5 separate regions of the Mus musculus genome follow, and all the other regions are linked to region 1. Evidence: chromatin contacts called from public HiChIP or PLAC-seq data. All regions are on one chromosome and are shown on one strand. Each heading gives the region's core, a stretch centred on a gene start, on an enhancer-like site or on the middle of the called end of the contact. The rest is flanking DNA. Distances are from core to core; before and after follow the strand shown.

Evidence for each region. HiChIP or PLAC-seq counts read pairs in DNA pulled down with a chosen protein or histone mark.
Region 2: a contact with region 1 is called in an H3K27ac HiChIP or PLAC-seq map of double positive thymocytes, with 5 times the contacts expected there. The contact joins the promoter of 4833422M21Rik here to the promoter of Ano6 in region 1. A contact is called at or near these places in 11 of 39 promoter capture datasets (the C10 cell line, the SN4741 cell line, cranial neural crest and 7 more), 1 of 484 Hi-C or Micro-C datasets (embryonic stem cells), 15 of 115 datasets of contacts at active chromatin or transcription factors (acute myeloid leukemia, craniofacial prominence, double positive thymocytes and 9 more) and 1 of 9 other capture datasets (pancreatic islet).
Region 3: an H3K4me3 HiChIP or PLAC-seq map of embryonic forebrain shows a contact between it and region 1, with 4 times the contacts expected there. The contact joins the enhancer-like site here to the promoter of Ano6 in region 1. A contact is called at or near these places in 7 of 39 promoter capture datasets (the C10 cell line, the HPC-7 cell line, hippocampal neurons and 3 more), 1 of 484 Hi-C or Micro-C datasets (nephron progenitors) and 3 of 115 datasets of contacts at active chromatin or transcription factors (differentiating embryonic stem cells, embryonic forebrain and large pre-B cells).
Region 4: a contact with region 1 is called in an H3K4me3 HiChIP or PLAC-seq map of neural tube, with 3 times the contacts expected there. The contact joins the enhancer-like site here to the promoter of Ano6 in region 1. A contact is called at or near these places in 4 of 39 promoter capture datasets (cranial neural crest, embryonic stem cells, hippocampal neurons and 1 more), 1 of 484 Hi-C or Micro-C datasets (myocytes), 13 of 115 datasets of contacts at active chromatin or transcription factors (astrocytes, bone marrow-derived macrophages, embryonic forebrain and 9 more) and 1 of 9 other capture datasets (pancreatic islet).
Region 5: an H3K27ac HiChIP or PLAC-seq map of embryonic stem cells shows a contact between it and region 1, with 3 times the contacts expected there. The contact joins the enhancer-like site here to the promoter of Ano6 in region 1. A contact is called at or near these places in 14 of 39 promoter capture datasets (the 3T3-L1 cell line, the HPC-7 cell line, HPC-7-derived erythroid cells and 10 more), 4 of 484 Hi-C or Micro-C datasets (cortical neurons, embryonic stem cells and ventral hippocampal neurons), 12 of 115 datasets of contacts at active chromatin or transcription factors (acute myeloid leukemia, embryonic basal ganglia, embryonic forebrain and 6 more) and 1 of 9 other capture datasets (embryonic stem cells).

The regions. Positions count from the first base shown.
Region 1 is chr15:95,789,494-95,792,206 of GRCm38.p6, reverse strand. It overlaps Ano6 (anoctamin 6), which reads right to left and starts at 1,364. Exons shown (of 20, transcript NM_175344.4): 1 at 1,151-1,364. The coding sequence starts at 1,223. All of the region lies in intron 1 of A130051J06Rik (a long non-coding RNA gene), which reads left to right.
Region 2 is chr15:96,253,265-96,255,964 of GRCm38.p6, reverse strand. 4833422M21Rik (RIKEN cDNA 4833422M21 gene) reads left to right here and starts at 1,281. Exons shown (of 3, transcript NR_130160.1): 1 at 1,281-1,501; 2 at 1,963-2,101. All of the region lies in intron 1 of Gm38469 (spidroin-2), which reads left to right.
Region 3 is chr15:96,088,505-96,091,204 of GRCm38.p6, reverse strand. No RefSeq gene overlaps it. Among named protein-coding and RNA genes, the nearest start is that of 2610037D02Rik, 110 kb to the left of the region's middle. Within about 2 kb of position 1,419, at least 3 of the 459 cell types and tissues checked have an H3K27ac peak or open chromatin away from gene starts, as enhancers often do.
Region 4 is chr15:96,133,958-96,136,657 of GRCm38.p6, reverse strand. Gm38469 (spidroin-2) reads left to right here. Exons shown (of 3, transcript XM_011245785.3): 3 at 1,130-1,841. Among named protein-coding and RNA genes, the nearest start is that of 2610037D02Rik, 63 kb to the left of the region's middle. Within about 2 kb of position 1,332, at least 25 of the 459 cell types and tissues checked have an H3K27ac peak or open chromatin away from gene starts, as enhancers often do. A contact at or near this core is called in neural tube, where this site is marked.
Region 5 is chr15:96,178,347-96,181,046 of GRCm38.p6, reverse strand. The region is part of intron 1 of Gm38469 (spidroin-2); the gene reads left to right. Among named protein-coding and RNA genes, the nearest start is that of 2610037D02Rik, 18 kb to the left of the region's middle. Within about 2 kb of position 1,351, at least 28 of the 459 cell types and tissues checked have an H3K27ac peak or open chromatin away from gene starts, as enhancers often do. A contact at or near this core is called in cortical neurons, embryonic stem cells, epiblast stem cells and 1 more, where this site is marked.

The DNA.
Region 1 (2,713 bases), core at 115-2,614:
AATAAAGGACAACCAAAAATTGCCAGGACCTGCTTAAACGTTGCCTGTCCAAACAGGCTGTCTGCTATCTAAAGTATGAATCTAAATACTGGAGGCTACAGTAAGAAGAGGCAGAGGTAGTTAACTACATCGGCTGTTTTACTTCGTGGAACAAGCATGAATTACATGGGTCAGTAAAAGCAAAGCCAGCCTACTGGCAGGGTCTGAAGACAACCTATGATGCCTATCATGTAACAGAGGCTAGACCAAATTAGATTTTCTTTCTAAATTGAAATCTGAGGGCAGCAAGGGCTTACACTCAGAGCCTCTTGCTTATGTCAATTTCTATTCCGGCTGGATCTCACTTGAGTGCCTCACTATGACAGACAAGAATATTTCCCTAAGAAACTAACTGTGCTAATACGAGTGTAACTTTTTAACGCTGCTCCCGTGGGTGGTATTTTATGTAAACGGTCACTTAACTGTTCAGTCTCATGAGACAAGAGCATCCTACATCCTTTACCCAATCAGCCGCCAGGTGCAGAGCCTTAACTTGCTCAACTCTGGGAAATCAGAAACTTCTACTTGACAGTGTGAGGCTCCAGGAAGGCTAACCTGGGCACACTTTTCTCCTCTCCTTAAAAAGGAATACTATTTGCTCTCTCCACAAAGAGGAGTGCCTGATAAACCGCTGTCACAATGAAAGGCCAAGGCTAAATCGCGGCGTGGAATTCCCAAGTTCGTCTAGACCTGGGAGTTACCAAATTCCTTTGATTGGTCTGTGAGCAAAACCTGAAAGGAAGGAAAAGCCACACCCAACTCCTAAATTTACTTTGTAAAGTGTTTGGAGGCCTTGAGAGGGAACATTTTGACATCCAGGAGGCCTGATGGAAACGTGCCACGGTCCTCCGCCCGGCGTCGCCCCGCGTCCCTGCCCCGCGCCCGCGGCTCCAGCCCTTTTGTTTGTGTCTCTGCGGGCTGGTGCAGCGGCGCAGCCTGTGGCCTCGGAGAATCCGGCTCAGGTGTGTCGTGAACCCGGGAGCAGGGGCCCCCAAAACACCGCCCGGAGCGGACGCAGGAAAAAGACCCGAAGTTGCTTGGGAGGTTCGGCTTCCGCGCAGAGGCGTCCGCCCCGGATCCCCCTTGCCCTGGCCCCGGTTCCGGCACTCACCAATGTCTCCATCCTCATCGTCGTCCTCCTCCAGCTCCATGTTCAGCAGGACCTTCCTAGTCATCATCTGCATGTCTCCCGGAGACCGTCACTCGGCTGCTCTCGGCTCCGCTCGGCTCCGCTCGGCTCGGGCCGCAAGCTCCGCTCTGCCCTCTCGGCACTGCCCCGCTGCGCTCCGCCCGCGCTCTGCTTCAGCAGGCGCTGCTCAGCCTGCGACTGAGCATGCCCAGAGGGACGCCGCCGCTCCCGCCCCAGATCAAACCGCCCCGGCTGCGAGGAGCCTGGGAGGAAGTCGGGCTGGGGGGGTTGGGGGAAGGGGAGTGGCAGAAGCCGGGCGAGCCGCGCCGCGCCTGCGGGGAGCGCTGCAGCCGCAGAGGCAGGCCGGCTTCTATGAGCTCACGAGGGTCTTTAATCTGCAGAATGACGAGACGTTGCAAGGTGCCCGCTTAGTGTGGGGGAGGAAAACGACACACGTGCGCACGGAGAGCCCCTGTGCCCCCGCCCGAAGGAGCACATGCGGGGAGTGGTCGCGGGGTGCCCTCCAAGCCCCGGAACTAGGCCGAACAAAACACGCCATAGCTACGTGTAAACTCTTTAATAAGACAATATGGGAAACTGTAGTACCAGGAAGGACAAAGAAACGAAAGGGGGAAATGACGGTAGAGAGTGAAGGAATGCCGCCCTGACAACCCAAGGACTGGGGCGCAGATGCGGCGGGAGTACCAAGTCCTTGGGTCTGCACAGCTGCTCTCAAGGACGCTGGTGAATGGTGGCTTCCCTGCAGTGCCCGGGTTGTCGCTCACTCCCTGGAGAAGCACTTGCCTCCTGAGCCCGTTCCTAGTCAATGTTCAATGACAAGACACTACTACATCCACTGTGTGTTTTATTCTTTTATATTCTTACCCTTTTCCTCTTTCGCCTCTCAGATGCTAGGAGTCCAGCCCAGCACCCCTGGCGTGCTAAGGGAGTACTCTCCACTTATCTATAGTCCCAACCTCATAGTTAATGTTCTCACTTGAAGGGAAAAAACATTGCGATCAATAATAACGCAGGAATTTAATCACGAATATGCACTAAAGGACAGTACAAATTAGAGAAAACGTCCAGGAGACGCTCTCCTTGCTCCTTAAGCTCCGGTTTTTACCAAAGAAGACTACTTGTAACATGAAAAGTAAGTGCAGAACTCTGGAGATCTTGAGAAGATGAGGAGACTATGAGAGGGAGAGAGAGGAAGAGAGGCCGGGACCAGTAATGCTAGCAATGACCCCTATGGCCTGAAATGCCATCTGCGACCTGTAATACCAGTTATGACCTATAATGCCAGCCCTCCAGAGGCCGAAGCAGGGGGACTCTGAAGCAAAACTCGGCTTCAGGACAGACTGGGAACTGAGAAGGGAAGGGAAGGCTTTAGTGAACTCTCGGTTCCAGAGGTGTGTGGGTTGCAGGAGGAAGTTTCCATCTTCATTTAGCCATGGCGATTTTCGTGCGCTGAGTCCGCTGAGTCCGGTACTAAAAGTTTTTACAGTGGTCGCTTCATCTCTGCCTAGGAGTTACTGCCACTGT
Region 2 (2,700 bases), core at 32-2,531, 460 kb before region 1:
CCCATGGAGCTGAAATTATAGGCAGTCGTGACTTATGTGGTAAGGGCTGACTTGAGTCTTCTGGAAGAGAAACAATTTTCTTCCTAGCCCCAGAACCTCTCTTAGCCCCAGAAAACATTAATGTTAGAATCAGCCATCACTTGGGACCTTACTCTTAGGAGTATGTGTCAGTCATCCTGTCTGCTTGATTGGATTGAGGTAGCATTTTGTTTAAATCAGAAGGAAAAACAAAGATAGTCAAAAGAACTCAGTCTGCTCTGCTTCACTCTTAGTAAAACATAAAAATGCATGTTTTTTTTTAAAAAAAACATTAAAGAGGGCTCAAAGTATTCTTTCAAAAGACAAAACAAAAACAAAAACAAAAACCCTGAAATGTAGCTTAAATTAGTTTGCCTTTATCTTGTCCTCTTGAGTGCAGCTGGCTCCTCACTGTTGAGTCGCTTCCAGAAAGCTTGCGTTCAAGTGCCTATGACTTGGTTTCGCAAGGAGCGTTTATGCCCTCCTGCACAGCTGTGTGCGTTTAAACCCATTTAAGTGTGAGAGTTATTCTTTTCTCATAGATCTAGGAAAGATTGGGGCGAGGGGGGTCACTGAAAATGACCATTAGTGCCCCAAGGTGATAAACTATGGTTGAATCGACTCCCTGTCCTCTGAGAGAGTCCCTTGGACCCTGAGATCTGAGCAGGAGCTAAGGAAACTGTTAAATTACATTTTATTTAGTATGCAGCCAAGCACAAACTGTTTACAAGTTTCATAATAGGATTTAAAATGTAACTCACATGGATTTTAAGAGAAAGCGCATTTTTTTCTTTTAATTACAAAAGTTGTATGTGTGTGGTTGTTTTGCTTGCATGTATGTCCATGTACCACACACAAGCCTCCTGCCTGAGGTCCAAAGGGGCATCAGAGCTGGACCTGGAGTTACAGATGGTTGTTAAGATACTGTGGGTGCTGGGAATTGAACCTGAGTCCTCCGGTTGAGTGGCCAGTAATGCTGTTGAACCATCTCTCTAGCCTTATGCTTTTTTTCTTCCACCTTTGGGATTAAAAAAAAAAAAGCATAAAAATATAGTATTTGACATTGGCATTAAAACATGTGGACAAAAGGAGTCCATTAGCAGTTGATTTAAAAGAAAAATCTAGCATGCTCATCTGGTTTTGAAAAGATCTGAAAAGTAGATTTCACTGATACTGCCTCCTGACAAAGCAGCACCAGGGCTCCCAGATTTGAAGTCGGAGAATACACGGTATTATTCCGTGTGTTCTTCCCAGCCCCCAGCCTGACACCGCACGCGTTGGGGAGGAGGCGCTTGCCATGCAATACCTATTTAAACTGGGAGAGCTGCGGGAGAGCTGCAGTCATCTGCTGCGGGTCTTTTATTACGTGGCAAGTTTAGAATAACATTTTCAAAACATACAACTTCAAACATCTAAGTCCTCATGAGATGATACAATACGTGGATCTCGAGTGCATCTGTGTGTTTCCCAGAGGCCCGTGCGGGTAAGTCAGTCCGCTCCCAGAGCGTCCCTCGCCATCCTCCCAACAAGGAACAAAACACTTTTAGCAAACCTAATACTCAGATTGGGGCAGAGCTGTTTAAATGCTTTCAGCTTTCTTACTTTGTTGGCTCTTCTCTACGTGAATGTGAGAACTTGGACGCCAAGAACTCTTAAAGCAGGTGTGCCTCTTAGGTTTCCTTCTTGGGGGGCGGGGGGGCTTCTGCAGTCCTGCCTTTCCTTGTACTGTCGGGATTGGAATTGGGGGGCGGGGGGAGGGGCGGGCAGAGAGGAGAAATGCCTCACAAAAGAACTTGAGGAAGAGTTTGTTTTGGCTCCGGGGATAGCCAGGAGAGCTCATCCTGTCAGGAAGTCCCTCAGCAGGAGCTTGAGGCCGCTTGACACTTTGTATCCTGAAAAGAGGGCTGAACCTTGGGCTCACTTTCTCCTCTTTATTCTGGGCAGGACTCCTGGCCACTGGATGGTATGCTCTGCCTTCAGAACGGCTCTTTCCACCGTTCTGAAATGCCCTCCCTCATAGACACCTCAGGTGTGCTCTGCTGACTCTAAATCCAGTCAACTTGTCAAAGATTAACCATCAGAGGTTGGTTGGTTTTTGTTTTGTGATCTCTCTCTCTCTCTCTCTCTCTCTCTCTCTCTCACTCTCTCTCTCTCCCAATGGAGACTGTACCCTCTCAGCTATTCCATTAAGCAGCTGGAGTTTCATTCCACGGGGAAACTGGGCAGGAGTTAAAAATAGATGACTCAGAGAATCCCAAGAAGGCCTAAGGCCACGGTGGTGTTTGAATAGCAACCCCTGAGATACATCAGTAGGTGAGGGCTGTTGGCCAGTTGGAAGCATGGGACCCGTTTTTGTGTGAGGTTCTGAGGCTGGGACAGAATAGAGGGCAGAGGGAAACAGTCTTCAGGGCAGGTGGACACTGACCCTGGCAGTAGCCAGGGCACAGAGAAAGGCTAGCCACTTTGAAGTCGGCAACGACCCTCCAGAATTGTGTAGGTGTCTCACAAAATGTGTGGCAATCAGTATCTGCTCAAGACACCCCAAGATCAAGTTCTCAACACAAAGGAGGTTTATTTGCTCCGGAAGGTCAAAGGGTAGGGAATAAGAGACAAAAACAGGAGATAGAGGATGAGGGAGAAGGGGAAGGGAGAAAAGGGGCAGAAAAAAGAGTATTTATTTGT
Region 3 (2,700 bases), core at 170-2,669, 300 kb before region 1:
TTTTGTGCTTAGAACAGGAGTATTTGGTTTCACCCTAGGTCCCTGGGCTATCTAGTCTCAGGTCCTTGGTCCCCTAAGCGGTGTCAGTTACGGGTTCTCTCTTGTGGAGTGGGTCTTTAGTCACATCAGGTCTGGTTAGTTGCACCCACAAGCTTTGTGCCATCGTTACACTAACATATCTTGCAGGTGGGATACATTTGTTGCCCCTCCATGGAGCTGTAGCTGGGTTGGTGTTTACATATTTCTTTTGGTAGGGCGTAGACCTTCCTGTACCAAAGACACTGGAATGTAGGGGTGAAAATGCTACGTAGTCACCAACTAGATGTTTCCATATTCAGAGATGTGGCCTTTTCATCAGTTATGGAGAGCAAACTATAGTCTTGGCAATACCGTGGTTGTTTGGGGATTCTCATGGGATCTGTTTGGCAACAACTCAATTAGATGTAACCCAGTATTAGGATGAGAAGCTTCATTTGGTAAAACAAGACATGGTTGGTTGAGGCAGAGAGACTTTATTGTATACCACTTGTCTATGAGTTACAAGACAAGCCCCCAGGCCATGCACTTTCTGTATCTGGGAAGCTGAGTGTACAGTGTCCTCCACGAGGCTTAAATCAAGGTTGCCTCCAGGGAAGATTGTCTCCCAAACCTGCTTTCCCAATGTTATATGTTTAAAAGTCAGTATTCATCTCTCTCCTTCAGCTCCTGAATGTAACCTCTCAGTACATCTCATGCCTCTCTTGTATCTTCCATCTGCGTAGTTCTCATCCAAACTACCAGCTTCCCTCGGATAGAGTAAGGGCTGCCAATTTGTTTGGTAAAGATACAAACGGTGATTTTGACAACGAAGGGCAAACGGTCATCCAGGCAAATGTTCAGCTTGGCCACTGTAGCACAAAAGCATCCATACAGTGCTTAAGCAGATGGGTGTGGCTGAGGTCCAGTACATTGCCACTCATCAACTCAGACCTGCGGCTCACTGCCCACCACTCACCGACACAGACCTTGTCTGTGAGAAGTTGGCTGACCCCTGTCCTAGGTGACTCCAATCGGCTTCATAACCTTTCAACCACTGTTTCTGCTCTTTGGTCCTTTATAACACCACCAGAATTCTCTCTTCACAGCTGAAACTTGAACATCTGCGGGTGACCTTGCCCCACTCTAAGGTCTAGAATTCTTACCATTGAAGTGGAAAGACTTAAGGGTTCTTTGGAAAGTCATTTGTGTCATATGGTGTTTTGCTAGGGCAAACATGTGAAGGAGTGTTTTCCTGAAGTGGATGCAAGTGAAAGGATATTTTGCTAAAGCAAGCACGTGAAAGGACTTGTGATGAAGGATTCTTTGCTAGCGACACACGTATTGGTCTGTCTTACATTCCATAGTTGAGTACCACTTGTCAGGACTCCAAAGAGAGAAACGCACCAAGAAACTTATAGTATTGTTCTGGCATTTTCCTGCACTTCCACGGACTCAGGCCAATCGGCAGAGTGATGTCATGTGCTGAGGCAAGACCCGTAGGCGACACATGATGTTTGAAGGGAGTATAAATAGGACTCAACAGACTGTGAGAGGGGCTTGCTGGTAGAGCTAGCTCTCCATCTCTTGGGTCTCTGATGATCTTTGCTTCATTGAGAGAGGCATGGCACAGAACTTCTCCTGGCATCCCTGGTGGTCCTGGTAACTTGTGCTGATTCTGCTGAGGCCTGACTGTCTCTGCTAGGTTGTGCCACTGCTGTTGATTCATGTCTGCTATCCTTACTCTGCCAAATTGGACTGCTGGTGTATCTGTGAGTTGTTTGCAAGTGGATCGAGCTGCCGCTGCTGACCTGTGAACTGAACTGCTGATTTCTTGACAACACAGATGAGATTTGCTCCAAAGAACCTTTCTAAACAGATCTACTTCCCCCGTATCCTAATAATAACCTTTCTTTTCCACTACCTCTGGTGGGTGGTGGGCTAGAAGGGAGGTTAAAGTATTTAAGAACCATCATTAAAAGTAGGCTTTGAAAAAAAAAATCAAAGCTACATATAAATACCATGGCAGAATGCTTTGTGTTGTCTGAGAGTGGTGTGGTCACTGCCTCCTAAAGGGTCACCCCTCAGGTTTTGTATGTCACCTTCAGAGTTCCTTTCTCTCAGTAAAATGTTCTTTCCAACTTTTGATACTAATTCTCTAAGTCTCTGTTTTTCATATGTCATTTCTCATATAGGACTTTAGGGCCGGGCGATAGCTCAGTCAGAAAAGTGTTTCCCAGTAGCTATGAGGAGCTCAATGCCCAGGTCAGTCCAAATTGCCAGGTGAGGTGTGGTGAGCCTGTGATCATAGCTCTGGGGAGGTGGAGACAGGAGGGTCCCTGGGAATCACTGGTCAGCCATTTCTAGTATCATAGTGAGTTCCAGGTCTTACTGAGAGACCCCATCTCAAAAAAATAAATAAATAAATAAAGCTCCCAAAGAGAGCACCCTAAAGTTGATCTGTGTCCTCCCAACAACACGGAAGTCTTCCTTTTGACCATCACCTTTGTTTCGTTAGTTTTGTTCTCCTAACCCTTTCATATTAGTCATAATGTTGCGATTACTTGTTTAGCTTTTATTCTAGGTAACAGTAAGCTCCAAGAAGTGAGAGGCTGAAATCTCTGTGGTCCCACAGGGCACACAGTACATAGCATGGGCAAGACAATTCATCACAGGTAGCCCAAC
Region 4 (2,700 bases), core at 83-2,582, 340 kb before region 1:
GAAGGAGTGAAAGCCAGGAAGAGTGTGGGTCTCCAGGATGAAGAGGAAGAAAGAAACACCATTCTGAATGTGTCACCTTCACATACCATTAAGTACAAAACCAGTCGTTGAGAGGCATCACATAAAATGTCACAGGATGAAAAGCAAGTAGAGAATTGCAACAATGTTACAATAAAAAGGAAGGGGGGGGGGCTAGGGGAGGGCTGGTGAGATGGTTCAGTGGGTAAGAGCACTGACTGCCCTTCCAAAGGTCCTGAGTTCAAATCCCAGAAACCACATGGTGGCTCACAACCACCCATAATGAGATCTGATGCCCTCTTCTGGTGCATCTGAAGTCAGCTACAGTGTACTTACGTATAATAATAAATAAATCTTTAGGTCAGAGCGAGCAGAGGTCCTAAATTCAATTCCCAACAACCAGGCGAAGACCCACAACTATCTGTACAGCTACAGTGTGTATTCACATACATAAAATAAATAAATAAATAAATCTAAAAAAAAAAAAAAAGGGACAACAGAAGTCTACTTTCTTTTCCTAGAGGACATCATCAAAAGTGGCAGCCAGTTTCCACCACAGAGCCCTCAGGGCAAGCCAGAGACACCAGCCTGTTGTAGGTGAAGCACAGGTCTGAACTAGGTCTGATGGAATGGTTACCCCAGACGTAACCACCTGGCTTCCTTATCCACCTGGTGCAGCTGGCTGACTCATTCTCCTCTCTCGAGAAAGTGACCTAGTGAAGATAGCCGAGAAGCACTAGACGAAATTATCTGTGTGTGGGTGGGGGAAGGGTGGTGAGGTGGGCGAGGGGTAGGAGGGGGAGGGAAGGGGTGAGAGGGCGGGGGAGGGGTGAGAAGGCAGCTGGAGGGGGGTGTCAGAGGGGTGGGGGAGGCAGTAGGCTGGAGAGGTCTGTAGGAAGGGTGGTCAGTCCAGCCCCTGCAACTGAGCTGACCTAGCAAACAGTTTGAAACCCACAGAGCAGGTAGGGACAGGGAAAGAAAGCCGGTTTTGAGAAAACCCTAGGTGAGCGCAGCCCTGGGAGAATCTGATAAGGACTAGGAACTTCGAGCTGGGTAAGAACGGGAAAGAATGTCCAAGGACCTGTTGAAATCTACGCGCTCTTGTATTTAGCTGTATACCCTTAACCGGGTTTGAAAAAATGGGGATGACCTTTCTGCGGGGACAGCACACACATGGAGCAAGACAGCTGCCGGGCAGACACGTGAAGGAATGTTCAGACACACACATGCTCCAAAAGAGATGTTCCTGGGAACAATGAGATGCTTGTTTCAACTGAAATTAACTGAGAGAGGAAAGAGGGTGCCCAGCACCCGCTCCGGGTGTGTTGAAAGAAGCGCTGGTGTGGAGCTGGAGGGCAGGCAAACAGCCTGCTGTGTGAAGCCTTGCATCCGTCAACAAATTTATTCATTCCCTTTGGCCCATGCTGTTCCAAGCACCTCACTTGAAGAAGTAGCTGGAGATGTAAATAATTGTGAGCGCTAAAAAGAGGTTTATAGTCTGTTGTCCTTCACTGTGTTTAATACGTCAAATGTCTGACGGTAGTGGCCAAGTGAATGGCCACTTGCTGCTGCAGTTGTCATCTGCAGCCATTGCAACTTAAAAATCGACAGAGCTTATAAACTGCAAATACTGATATAACCGTGTTTAGCAACATAAACATTTGTATCAATTATGTGGAAAAATGCAAAAAAAAGGGTTGAAGGTAATGTGTCAATATGTAACAGTTGTGCGTGCTTGGGTTATAGACATTTTTCTTTAAAAAAAAACTTTTTCTTAGTAATCGTTTTAAGTTTTCCAAATAAATTAAAAATATATAAATGAATGCTCTTGAAGGTTTTATTTTATTTTATTTGTGTGTATGTGTGTGTTTTAAATTACTGGCGTTGTTCATCAACTTCAGAGTCACCAGAGAAATCAGACGTAATAAACTTTTTACTTTATTTATTTAGTTAGCATATGATGGGCGCATGTGTAGGGTGTTCATGGAAGTCAGAGGCAATCTTGTGGAATCAGTGCTCTCCTACCACGTGTCTCCCAGGGACAGAATCCGGCCCTCGGGCTTGGTGGTGAGCTCTTTATCTCCTGAATCATCCAGGAGGGCCCTGATAGAATGAGTTTTGTAGCTACAATATTTTAAAGTTCGAATTTGTTATAAATAACAAATAAGTAAATAACGCGTGCTAGGAAGAATAATGGCCTGTCTGAGAAGCTCGTGCCTCAGTCCCCAGCGCTTGTCACGATGCTAAGTCTCCCAGCAAAGCGAAGATGTTTCAGATGGAATTGGCGTTCCTAGCTGGGTTTTTAGGTGCCAGGACAACAAAGATCCTGTTATATTTGGATGTACCATGCCCCTCTTTTGATAGATTAGTTATGACTAACACTTGGCCTGCAGCTGGTCATGCTGGTTTGGAAAGTGTGAATTGCTGGGACATGGCGACTCCACTGGCTTGCAAAGGTCACCAAGGGTCAGCCTGGATGGATATCTGGTTCCCGTCAGGGTCTCTGCTTACTGATTGGTGCTTTGTGAGAAGCCACGAATAAAGATAGAACCACCGCAGGCTGGCCTACTATAGCTGTTGGAGGATTGCATACTCTAAGCTCTACACAAACAAGCCCCTCCTCCCTCAGGATAATAAACACGGGTCCTTATAAGTGGAAGATGAAACCTACCGAGAAAACCA
Region 5 (2,700 bases), core at 102-2,601, 390 kb before region 1:
GTACCAGAGAGGTGAGAGATAATTGCTGGGCTATTTAAAGCTATTTGGAAAAGCTGCTTGTTGAACGGGACTGTTTTTTTTGTTTGTTTGTTTGTTTTTGTTTTTGTTTTTGTTTTTTTTTTTTTTTGAGACACACAACTGCCATCTTGGAGTACAGCTGTGCCCATCCAGAAAACGATGATGCCAGCTGGACCTGCTGACGGTTGATATCTTCAAGAAGGGGGGAGGGGGAGGGGACCACGGGATGCTCTTCCAAGTGTCCAACTCCTCCCTATAGCCTGTAATTGCATGTGGCATCTGGGAGGGGTTGGAGTTTATAGGTCAGGGAAGACTTGGGGAGGCTAAGAGGAAGCCCTCATGCCTGCTGGGTAAAGGCTTCAGATCCAGCCTGTTAGAGGAGGGACACCCTCTGCCCTGTAAATAACCCCTGACCTATGCTTTCTAAGGATGCTCGATAAACTTATTGGATCCCCAGAGAGCACGTTGGCAGAATCATGCTTCAGTTTGTCACTAGGACCTTAGGAGAAGGGGTAGACATTGCTAATGTTTCCCAGAAAAGAATTTTAGTAACTCTTCTGCATGGACAGAAGAAGGAAATGGTTTGCTTTGCTTATTTCTATAAAGACTTATGACAATCGTTTGCTTAACTCATTCATCTGGGAGGAGTGGCTGGTACTTCTGTGGGTGGTCCTCCCTAACTGAGCCAGTGTTCACTACATCTCTAAAGGGATGACAACACCCCCTTGTGTTTTGGGAAACATTTAAAAGATATGGTATTTTCCTGTGATACACCCAGTTTCTCTCAGCCCTGGGAAGTCTCGCTGGCCAGTTCTTATCTTGTGGAGACTCTCTGACTCAGAGCTCCAAAATTTCTCCGCCCAGCTCGCTAAGTTCCCACTGGTGGGTCCCTACCACAACAGCCCCATGCTTCAAATCCCCCACAGCCTTTGTGGTGCACATCTGCCAAACCCACGCTTAGCCTACAGTACCTTTCTCTCTTGAACCCAGTCAAAGCACCGCATGAAGGAAAATGTAACACAAACTTAGTTCAGAAACAATGGTAACTCAATCATTGCACACAACAACTAGAATCCTAATCTTGTAAGTCATTTTAAATCTAAATCCTTGGGTAGAAAATCTGGCAGATTCGCCATATAAGCTGGGAGACACTAGTAGCTACATCTTACCCTCTCGTTATCCCTATTCATAAAGACCCCTAACTCTTTCCTGCTTTCTCTCTCCAACCCGGAAGTCCCGCCTACTCGCCCAGTGATTGGCTCCTTTATCCATTCAGGGAAGGTTCATAAGAAGTCACTTGAGTATGTGACTCATTCCTCATTCCAGACAACCCCTGTTGGGAAAGCAGAATTAACATCAAAATACAGGCATCACTAAGGCCATCCACAACACCCTTCCTGCTCCTAGGAGTGCTCCCTTTTTCCTCCTCCTCTCCTCCTGTCCCTTTTCTTTCAAGGTACTGTAATGGCTGCTCATAGAATACATTAACAGCTGAAAGGAAACTTTCATGTTGTGATTTTTGTTGTTGTTTTCTATTTTAAAGCTTGAACTTACTTCAAACACTGGCTTGTCAATGTTTTGATGATCATAACAGGTGGTATTTATCGAGCATTATATATTGTTCTAAGTGACAGGTATATATTAAATCATTTTATACTACCGCAATTCCCAGAGGTGTCATTACTATGACTTACAGATGAGGGCTCTATGCTGCAGAAAAAGGTTGAAGTACCCAAAACTCCTCAGCTATGAGCCCAGTGGTTGTTGCTAGAGTCTCGCCTCTCTTTGAGAAGCCTTTACGGCTGTGATTCTAGTTGACATTTTATACGCCAAATACAGAAAAAGAGTGTGTCCTGTGAAGACTGTGGAAAGGGTTGCTATCATACACACAATATTTTTAAGGTTTTAAGTAATTGGGGCTTTAGAGGGCAAACAGATACCAGAAAACACAAATAATACCTTGTGTCTCAGAGGCTATATACAGCATTATGGTTGAAGGGGTAAGAGGCTAGACTCGAACCAACCTCAAGACATTCTTACAAGGCTACAGTATGAAGAATTAGCTATTCAAGCAGTCTGTGTTAAGATCCATTAAAAGAAGTCAATTATGCATGCACCGGGCAGCGGAAGCCCTCGTCACTGTTGACAGTACACTCATTTATTCCATATGATTAGCAGGATTTGTCAGCAATGAATTACAAATTTTCCCTTGTAAAGGCTGTTTCCTCCCTCACTTATATATAGGCAAAAGCCGTATCTAGCATAGAAAACAAAATAAAAATAACTGCATGTATTTATAAGCAGCTCTGTTTATAAATCAGTACATTTCCCCTTTTGAGAAAACAGTGTAGAATCCAAGTGTGGGCGGTAGTTTGAATATGGAGATCTGTCATGTGCTTTCAGAAGCATTTCAAGAAAAGCGCTGAGCTAATTAAGTCTATTATTTGCCTTCTTCCTTCGAAGAAAAGCACACACATGTTCCCTGGGGCAGATCACTTCCATAAGGAGAAAGCCCCATGCTGTGGGTACAGTCATAGCTCTCTGTCCTGGCTTGTTGTGAACTAGGGAGGAAAATGTTCAGGTAGAATTCCTCACAGAAAGAAAAGGAGGGTTTTGAGTTTTTTTTCCCTTAGAGAAGTTAGAAAGTTTTGGTGCTCTCACATGGGATAAAAGTCACACTGG